Linked DNA regions of Sminthopsis crassicaudata: region 2 is linked to region 1. The links are chromatin contacts, called in public Hi-C maps. All regions are on one chromosome and are shown on one strand. The core of a region is the stretch at or near the end of the contact, and the rest is flanking DNA. Distances in the headings are between cores, read along the strand shown.

Region 1 (5,263 bases), core at 1,087-3,586:
GGGCCTAGGAGTCATTCTGACCAATCCAACTCCAAAGGATTCAAAATGAAAAAATGCTACCTACTTGCAGGCAGAAAATCTGGTGGCCTCAAGAGTGCAGATCGAAGCCTATTTTTTCCTTCTAAAACATGCTGGCAGAGAAATGCTTTACATAACTTTCCTGAACACAAGGGACAGTAAGCTAAATGACTGCTATCCAAAGGTGGCGACAAAGTTTGGCCTTTACGTAACTGTGAGGGGTAAATAATTTGTTAAAGTTCTCAGTCACCAAGAAATTTAAAAATTACCTTGGGAGAAATCGTTAAGATTCAACTAGTTAGCTAGTCTGTGTTTTTTGCCTCCTACTGGACTATGTGGGATTCCTGAGGGCCGGGGCCAGATCTTGGAGCACATCTCCACTACCAGCTCGCACAGAACGCAACCGCCCGATGACTGATGAGTGGTTAAAAGATTAACAGCCGCTGTTCAAGGACTGAATGTAGCTCATGTGACCCCTAGTTAACAAGCCCCAATGGTACCAGACCTGGCTAGTTACACATTGAACCATATTCTGAGAACTAGAAGTGCCGCCTTCTATTTAGTTCAAACTTTTGTGCAGCCCTACCCCGTGCGGGGGCCTCTGCCAAATTCTTGGATAAAAACCACCGTGCCTTTCGGTGTCATAGCCTGGTGCGTGAGCAGCCCCTCCCCATAGTTGGCCCGCGTGGGGGTGGCCGCATGGAGCACCAGCGAACCGTATTGGCAGAATATGTAACACTCACCCCTTTCAGAGACTCATATCTCTGGGATCTAGGTTTCTTGATGCCATTTCTGTGCCATTTTCTTGCTACAGACAAAAAAGGAAAAAAAATCCAAATCAGTCCGTTTGATTTTACACAACAAACAACTGGCACGATGTGCAACATTTAGGCGTTATTTTCCTCACTGCTGTAAGTGGCACAGTCACTCTCCCTCGCTGAAAGATAGGAAAAGGCTGGCAGCTTGTCCGGATCTTAGAAGCCGGCACGCGGTTAACCAGGGCTCTCCCCTCCCCCCGGGGGAGAACTTACATTGATTGTGGGTGGTGTGGTTCTTGGACTTGGCCATCTCTGCACCTGGAGGGGAGAAACCCGAGGATCAGGATCGCAGAGCTAAACATCCCTCGTGGCTCTGTGGCCCTGGTCTTAAGGATGCCGCTTTCCGGGTCCGAAGCTGGATCTGAACCCGAGCCCGGGCCCAGCGAGTGCTCATTAACCCTGGCCGGTGGCCAATGCGCCGCTTCGGCCAGGCCTCCCATGTAATGAGATGGAAGGGGAGTCCTCCCATTAGGGCTCGTTCCGGGCTCGCCGCGGCCGTTCCTCGTGGGACAAGCTAACCGAGGCCTCAGGTCTCGGAGAAGCCTGCAACGGCTCCCACGGAGAGGACTCGGCGCCGGGAGACGCAGGGCTGGCCCCCTCTCCCGCCTGCTGCGGAGACTCCCGTGGCGGCCCCGAGATTACCCCAAACTTCGCGCGGGGCCCACCCGATCTGCGCCTCTCCTTTCCCCCGCCGCGAACTCCCTCACCCCGGCCCAGGCCTCTCAGCCGCCCCCGACTCTCCCGGGCTCAGCTCTGGCCTGCCCCCTGCCCGCCGGTCCCACCCGGCCCGACCCCCCGGCTCAGAATTCCTCTATTATCCTCCGAACTATTCGTTCGGCCCCCCATGTCCCATCCGGGCCACGGATGGCGCCGGATGCGACCCCCATAGCCTCTCACCGCAGCCTGCGCCAACAGGCACTCCACCGACCGGAAGAGGCCCAAAGCGAGAGAGAGAAAGAAGGAAGGAGCGCGGGGCAGTGTGGGAAATAAGGGCCGCGTGGGCGGAAAATCCTACAAGAAAACCTTCCCCCCGGAGTCCTAAGCCTCAAGAAGAAACGTTCCGGGAAGAAAAGGTCCGGACCCTGCTCTTCCGCTGGGGACCGAGTTGAACCGTGCCCTCGGAAGTGCCCGGAAGCCAACCCCGCCCGTGGCCCCCGCTGTTTCCTGTTTTCCTAGTAAAATGGGTCCGTTGTAAAGGGCGCACACGACCCTCCTCTGGGCCCGAACCTCCGGCGGTGATCGACACTCCCCAGTTGGGTGACCCTGCGCGACGCCTAAATCTCCCCAGCCCGTTTCCCCAACTGTAAAATGGGCGTAGGAAGGAATCGGCCCGGCCGGCCACTTTTCAGTTTAAACGCTCCAGCCCAGCTGGATCTGTTTCCCCCGCGGTTAAACCTGTTAAATGTCGGATTGGATTAATTACCCCAGAGGCCCCTCCCGGCTTTGTTAGGCCCTGTTTGGAAGGCAGGTCTAGAACCCGGATGCTCAAGCTCCTCGCCAGTGTCTGCCTCAGTTTACTCATCTGTAAAATGGGTACATAATAACAATAATAATTATTATGATATACCTTGCGTTCCCAGTTGTGACGTTCTAGGGTGTGTCTGACTGGCTGTAACTGACATGGGCTTTTTAAACTTAGCCACTCTAGACCCTTTTTTCACGGAGAAATTTCTATGCTGCTTTGTGTAGAGGGATGCAAAATGGGGCACACAAACCAAATGGTTCCTGATAACAAATCACCATTTTGGGAAGCCCGCATTCCGCTGGAGACCCCACGTGGGGTCACGTGTTTAACAACTAAAGGGCTGGCGTGTGGGTCCAGAGGCTCCTCCCGCCTTGGGCCGCCCGCCTTTAGAAACCTGTGCAGACCACATGACTTCTAGACCGCCAAAGCAGGGCCCTCACGGGAGAAGGCTGGTATTCCCTCCTTCGCCGGTCTGTGATAAAATGTCTTTCCACCAGCAATTTTTCTCTGGTCCCTGCTTCTTGCACTGGCTCCATTCCCCACAGATATCCTGCATCCGTTCTGTCTCTGGTCTCCGTCCAAACTTTTTTTTTTTTTCTGAGGCTGGGGTTAAGTGACTTGCCCAGGGTCACACAACTAGGAAGTGTTCAGTGTCTGAGACCAGATTTGACCTCCGGTCCTCCTGAATTCAGGCTGGAGCTCTATCCACTGCGCCCCCTAGCTGCCCCCTCTCTCCATCCTTTTGAGAAAGAAGAACTCTTGTTTGCTTTGCTTCCTCCTGCCTGATGTTCAGTTCTCCTCCAGCAGATGGAGTCAGTCACTCTTCTTCTCTGGGTACCAAAGCTTCAGCATCACCACCTTTGGGGTCTCTGGAGCATCAAATGCTTCCAGCCTATTTAAATTTTCAACTGTTTTTAATTAGTGATTGTACAATTGGTAATTCAGAAGTTTCAGTTGGTCGAGAAAACATTTCTTCCTTTGTCAAATCAAGCAAATCTGTTTTTCACTTTAAGAAAGTTTCAGTGCATTAAACCCGGATTGCTCCTGGTGAATCCATAGGTGTTTAGTGCATTGTCCCTCAAAACCTAGGCTGTATACCTCCCAGCCGTGCCGTCTGATCCCATGGAATCTCTAAGAATTTGGAAAGGCAGGCTCAGAACCAGGAAAACATTGTACAAAGCAACAGAAGGATGATGCGATGATCAATTGTAATAGATTTGGTTCGGTGATCCAAGGCAATCCCAATTAAACTTTGGATGGAAAACGCCAACCTAGAACTATGAAGTCTGAATGTATACTGAATTCATACTATTTTCATTTTTTTTCCTGTTTTTTTTTCCCTCATGGTTTTTCCCCTTTTGCTCTGATTTGTTTCTCCCAAATTGACTCATTTGGGAAAAGGTGAAAAATAAATGTAAATGTATAACCTAAAAAAAGAATTTGGAGAGGCACGTTGGTTTCCAGCCTTTCTCCAGGCCAGCTGTACAACTTATTTGGAACTGCTTCTTTGGAAATCTCCAAAATGGAGGAGAGAGAAATAGAACTCAAAAATGTCACTGGCTACTGCTAGTGCAGGGACCTACGACTCAGAGAGAGAAAGAAAAGTCCTCAGTATCTATGTATAGATACAGGCATGTTATTAAAATATTTAGAGACTTCCTTTTTATGAAATAAAGTTCAAATTCCTCTCCTAGGCATTTAAGGCCTTTAGTCTAGCACCACAATTAGTTATATAAGTACCACAGTGTCTTTCCAACTTGATATATTCTAAATTTTAACTTTTAAAATTCATTTTTATATTCAGGTCCCTATCCTTTCCCACTGTCCCCCTTGAGAAAGTAAGAAAAACAAAATCCATTAAAAATATCTAGAGTCAAGCTAACAGTTTCTCACATTGGCCACGTACATACACATGTCCCACGATGATCAACATGAAACTCTGGGCTGATGAAACCAAACACACATACACACACATATGGGTATTTACGTACCTTAATTTGCAGTTTTAGTCCATTATCTATCTCTATCAGAAACACATTTCACTATGAGTCCTTCGGAAGTGTGGTTCGTCATTGATTAGAGTCCTTTAATCTTTCAAAATGGTTTGTCTTTACAGTATTGTTATCATAAGAATCATTTTCCTGGTTCCATTCACTTCATTTTGCATCAGTTCATAAAAATCTTCCCTGGTTTTTTCATCATTTCCAATAGAACAATATTATTCTATCACATTCATATATAATATCACTGGCCTCAAGCCTGCAACACTCTCCCTTCCATCAAGTCCAAACTAACATTGCATTTTTAAAAAGGAAACCTTTACAGATCTCTCTTAATTCTAGTACCTTCCCTATGTTTATTTTAAATTTATTCTGGGTGAATGTCTGGAAGGGTTTTTTTGATACCTAGGTGTTTGCAGGTTGTCCATACCATTAGATTGAATTTGTTTAAAAAAAACATTTTTTTAAACCTTTCTTTATAGTTAGTGTTTGAAATCCATGTGCTGTTTAAAGAAAAGCCTCTTTTGATATCTGTAAAAACAAAAGGCAAGATACCATCTAAAAAGCTCTCTCTTAATCTATTATCCACTGTTCCAATGGGATCTGGTGGGGCATAGAGAGACAGACTAGGTATTAGGAGCTGTGGATTCTATTTCTGGGTCTGTTGTTCAATGTGTAAATCAGTTGAGTAAATCTGCCTCTTTTATTATGCCATCTTGATTCCTCCTCTCTAGCCTCAATTTTCCCATTACAAAGTTGGACTTTCAGCTCCAGCATGATATTATTTGAATACAATTCCCCAGTCCAGTGCACAGTTCAACTGAGCTGTGGTTCTCTGATTCTGATAGAATTGCCCAGGCAAACTCATCTGAGAAAGAAGATGGCATAGAACCTATCTTCAAAGGTACTCATCTGAGGGGCAACAATTCTTGTTCTTAGGGACTCCATACTCTGAAAAGGTT
Region 2 (5,041 bases), core at 1,881-4,380, 160 kb after region 1:
CTGGAGCAGAGAACGGGGAACAGCTGGCAGCCTGACTGCCCCCAAACACTTATTGAGTCCCTGCTGCATACAGTGCCCTGGCCGTTTCTGAGTCTCTGCTTCCCCTCAGTCCCCAAAGCTCCTCGGACCCGCGTCCCCTGCCTCCACTGCCAGGGAAGAGAGCACCAGGGCAGTCCCTTCTGCCTTCGGGCCAAGGCCAGGTGCTCCTGGAGCCTGGAGCAGCAGCAGCAGGAGCAGAGCAAAGCAGGGCAGGGCCAGGCCTCCCCTGCCTCCCCTCCCCCTGTCCCCGCCACAGAGGCCATTTTGGAATGTTAATTGGAAACACAAGCAGTTTCCAGCCGGCTGGGGTAGCTCTCGGGCTGTGGGGAGGGGGAGTGGATGGTTCTCCAGAGAGAATGGGCAGGGGTTCCCCTCCGGGTGGGCAGGGCTGAAGCCCGCCAGGCTTTTGGCCAGAAGCCTGGACGCCTGGGTCCCTTCCTCCGCTGAAATTGTATTGTTTGCCTTGGCTTTGGCGGCGGGGAGGGGGTAAGAGGCTCCCTCACCCCTCCAGCGTCAGGCGGGGGCACAGAGAAAGAAGCCCCAACATCCTCTCTCTCTCCGGGGAAAGCTCACAACAGGGGCCGCCTCCCTTCCTCTCTTTCCCTTCCCCCTCCTTAAAAAATGAATCCCGAACCTGGTCTGCAAGGGGAGGGTGCTGGCTCCAGGGGGTGAGCTGAGGCCAGAAGGGATTTAACTACAAGCTTGCCAGGCAGGAACTGCAGCTTCCTCCCAGCCTCTGGCTGTAGGATGTGGGGGCAGTGCGTCGGGGTGAGAGGGTCCCCACCCACCTGGAGGGCCCGGGCTGACAGCCACCCCCCTCTCCCCTCTACCACTTACACTATTCCTTTTCAGCAATTGGAGAAAAAAGCTCAGACGGGGAAAAGTTTGTTCCTCCCACGGAAATCGTGCGGGAAGAGAGAGGGGAAGCGGAGGGGTCCCTGCTGCCGGGTCGTGGGGGAGGGAGCCTGGCCAGAGAGAGCTGGCTCCGAACCTCCAGGTGGGGTAGCCAGAAAGGGAGGGGAGGCCCAGAGTTTTCCCAGTTGGGCAGAGGAAGATAAAAGGCCCCATAGGGAGGTTCCGAGGGATGCAGAGGGGCCTGAGGTGGGGGAGGAGGGGCTGTCCTGCGCTGAGCCTTCCAAGTCTCTATTTGCCTCTCCTCCATATCTCACCACTTCCTAACTAAGAGCAATGATTAACCCGGAGCACGTCTCGCCCTCCCCTACCCCAGACTGTAAATCCTTGGAAGGCAGGACTGTTATTTTTCCATTTTTGAAATCTCAGTGTCAAGCACCTAGGAGGTATTTAATAAATGTTTACTGAATGAGGGCGAGCTCAGCTCCCAGAAAGGCAAACAGATAAGGCCGGGCTGGGGAGCGGGGCGCCCCAGGGGGAGCACAAAGGGAAAGCCAGGCTGGGGGGGGCGCACCCCCAGAGGCGAAGTAGCGTGGAGTCTAAGATAAAGAGGGGCCAGGGTGGGAAGGGCAGGGCCAGGCACATAATCCGCGCGCTCTGGGTCAAATTCTGGGTTAGGGGAAAGGGACCGAGGCAGGGAGAGGGCCAGGCGCACCTTAAGTGTGGGTCGGGAAGGGGGCGGCTAGCATCCAGAGGAACAACATGGACACCAAGGTCTGGATGGAGGGGGGGCTCTCAGTCCCGAAGGGGACAGTCGGGTAAGAGGGAAGGGGACCTCCGTCCCAGCCGGTGAGAACAGGACAAGGGGGCAAGCTCCTGGTGCGAGGTGGGGGGTAAGGACGGTCAGAGTTGGTGTGAGGACAGGGAGTAAGGACGGTTAGAGAGTGGATTGGGGAGGGCAATTCCTGGGGCTGAATGCAGGGACTGCAGCCGGCTTGGGTTGGGGGGTAAGGGAGGTCCAATCTGGGCGAGGGGGAAGGAGCCCCAATTCCTAGTTTCGTAGTCGGCCCGGAGGCAGTTCCTAGTTTGGGGGCGGCGGAATCTCGGGAAAAGCCCAGGGGCCCCTACCTGGGGGAGGAAAGGGTGGCATTGGGAGGGAGACCCCCGCTCCTACTCCGCTGGCGGGTAAGAATAATCAGTCTGGGTCAGAGCGGGAGCTAAGGGGGATTAGTCTAAATGAGGACCCGGGAGCCCCGCTCCTAGTGTGGGAGGTGAGGGGGCCAGCGGGGCGAGGACAAGAACGGTCCCAGCTCCCGTGTGGGCCCCTGGCTGGGGGGCGGGGAGAAGAGGTAAGGACGGTCACAGTCTGGGAAACCGAGGGGGGCAGTTTCCAGTTGAGGGAGGCGCGAGGGCAGCAGCCCGGGGAGGTTGAGGGGCGGCGGAGATAAGGGCGGCCAGCCCCGGGGGAGTGCTCAGGGCCCAGCTGGGGCGGGAGGATAAGGGTGACCAGCCCGGGGGGGCCCCGGCCGGGGCGGGGGCCGGGGGCCGAGCTCCCCGCGCCTCCAGCCCGCCGGGCCGCCCGTACCTTTGAGGTAATAGGCCTGGCAGCCGTCGTCGCGCAGCTTCTGCAGCAGGAGGCCGAGCACGGAGCTGGGCGCGCCGGGCTCCGCCTGCCAGTCGGCCGTGGCCTCGTCGTACAGCAGCACGGTGGCCGCCTTGCAGCGCTTGGCGAAGCGCTCCTTGTCCTCGTGGTTGGGGATGATGGAGCGGATGGGCAGGTTGCCCTTCTTGAGGCGCCGCAGCATGAGGCCGGGGATGGCCAGGTTGATGGCCGTCTCGATGTGGGACGACTCGAAGAGCTCGTGCGGCCGGCAGTCCAACAGCAGCAGGGACGCGCCGCCGCCGGACTCGAGCTCCTCCTGCAGCCACTCGGCGCTCTTGCACGGCATCGCCACCGCCATGGGCGCGCGGACCCGATTTTTCATCGGGATCGCGGGCGGGCCTGGGGGCCCGGGCCGGGGACGGGCCGCGGGCGTGGACGCTCGGTCAGCGGCTCTCAGGCGAGTCCCGGCGGCCCCGCTGCCCTCGCCCCCGAGCCCCGGCGCGGGGCTGGGCCAGGGTCCGTCCCGGTCCGCTGTTCCGCCCGGCCGCCCGCTCGCTCTCCCGGCCGCCTCCCGGGGCAGCTAGGCTCGCTCGCTTGCTCGCTCCCTCGCTCGCTAGTCCGCCCGCCCGCCTGCTTCCTCCCGCCAGCCCTCCCTCCCTCCCTCGCGGGCTGCAGCCTGACAACTTCAATTAAAAAGGGGCTTCTGTAGCTGCGCGGCGTGTCCTCCTCCGGGGGGCGGGGCCTGCGGCGGGGCAGGCAGCCCCGGCTCCAAGCCGCGCCCACACCCCGGAGCCTGCACCCGTCTGGCCTGCGGAAATCCGCCCAGCAACACAAAAGGCTAAGAAGCCTCAGGGAAATCCACGTGAGCGCCGCCTTCCCAGCACCCGGGCACCACCCGCCAGCCCAACGCTGCCTTCCAGTCACTACTCCCAGCCTCGCCCCCAGCTGGGTTTGGGGACCCCAGGCCGGCCACGGCTGGAATCCTGGGCCCCCCCGCGGGCAGCAAGCTCCCTTTAGAGAAGAAGCAGGTTAAAAGGACCCGTCCGAGTCTGAGAGCTGGGGCTGGACAGAGATCAAAGAAATCACAGAATTTCAGAGTTGGAGACCTCAAAAGCTTTAAAAAAAAAAAAAAAAAAAAAAAAAAAAAAAAAAAAACCTCCCTATAACACCAGCAAGTGGCCATCCAGCCCAGTATTTTATGGGGCTCACCCAGCATAACGTCGACTGAAGAGGAAACCGGCCCAGAGAAAAAAGATTAAATAAGCCCTGCCGTGTCCAGCTCATCTTAGAAGGGCAGGCCACAAAGATGGAGGGGCAGGGGCACCCATCAGGACACTCCTCCTCCCACAGCTCTCAGAGACCTCCCGAGCACGCTGCCAGCCAAACTTCAGTGTCCTGTAGTGAACACTGGCCTAAGGGCTGGAATCACTCCCCTCCTCCACAGACCCCAGATGTTCCGGGAGGTACCAGAGAACTCGGTAAAATACTGTGTCCCCTTTTGATCTGTAAAATTAACACTGAAATTGTGTACCTTTGATCTGTAAAGAAGGGAGATTCCAGTCTCAGGCCCTCCTGGGAAAGTATATCTCCCCAGACAAGTTAAGTGTCATTATTCAATTGGAAATCTTGGTCAAAAGCACTCCATTCAGGAAATTCTTCCAAGCCTTCCAAGTGATTGTCATCCGATTGGGAGATCTGGGCCTGGCACTGATAAGTATCTAGGCCTGGGGACAATGGCTTTCTTTCCAACTTGAAACTTTGTCTCAGATGTCCTATTAAAGGGCAATTTTAAACTCCTTTCTTTGCAGAATGCCCGCAGCAGGACTACGTCTTGTCAAGGAACCTCTCCTTGGCATAGCTGCCTGTGGGGACTCCTGCCCGCTGTGGAGAGACCCTCTTCTCAGTGAAAACCTTTTATTTCTCTGCCACTGAGGAAGTCGGTCTCCTAGCAAAACTGACTTCCAAAGTGCAATAAAACTTCCCTTTTGCCATTCAAACTTTTAGTTTTGTCTTTCCCGAAGGACCAGAAGGAGATTCCCACACCTCAGCTCTCTGCACTCCACTAACCTCCAATTCTAAATAGTCAAGTTTCCTCCCTGGGACAGGGGAGGGAGGGTGTCTTCTCCCCCGAAGACCTAGTCTCTTTAACCTTGGACCCCTTTCCCAACTAGAGCCCACCTATCCTGAAGTCTAGGATGGAGTGTCACTCGGCTGACCTCCCCTCAGCCCATTGCCTGGAGGCTAGAAACCTCCATCTCCAGCCACTGGGAGGGCTGACCCTTTGGGCGCAACCTGGCCTCTCTGCCCATTCCAGAGCGAGATGTTGGGAGGAAGGGGAGTGTCTCGGTGACCTGCGGGTCCAGGCAGCGAGGACCAGAGACCCTGCAGAGGCTCTGCAGCGCTGGGACATGATGAGACTGTAAAGGAGGCTGCGCGCCCTTTAAGAAGGCTTTAAAAGCTGGGCTAAGACTGACTACAGTTTGAGGCGACACGTGACTTTCCAGAGGCAGAGGGGGAGAAAAAACTCTTGTCTAATCCCTCGCTTTC

The links. A called contact is a pair of places that touch in the nucleus more often than the background predicts.
Region 2: a contact with region 1 is called in a Hi-C map of fibroblasts, with 10 times the contacts expected there. The contact joins the promoter of DUSP7 here to the promoter of RPL29 in region 1. A contact is called at or near these places in 2 of 2 Hi-C or Micro-C datasets (fibroblasts and hippocampus).

What each region holds. Positions count from the first base shown.
Region 1 is chr1:673,532,350-673,537,612 of ASM4859323v1, forward strand. It overlaps RPL29 (ribosomal protein L29), which reads right to left and starts at 2,337. Exons shown (of 4, transcript XM_074283397.1): 1 at 2,260-2,337; 2 at 1,050-1,094; 3 at 762-826. The coding sequence starts at 1,086.
Region 2 is chr1:673,695,810-673,700,850 of ASM4859323v1, forward strand. DUSP7 (dual specificity phosphatase 7) reads right to left here and starts at 3,131. Exons shown (of 3, transcript XM_074283402.1): 1 at 2,477-3,131. The coding sequence starts at 2,876.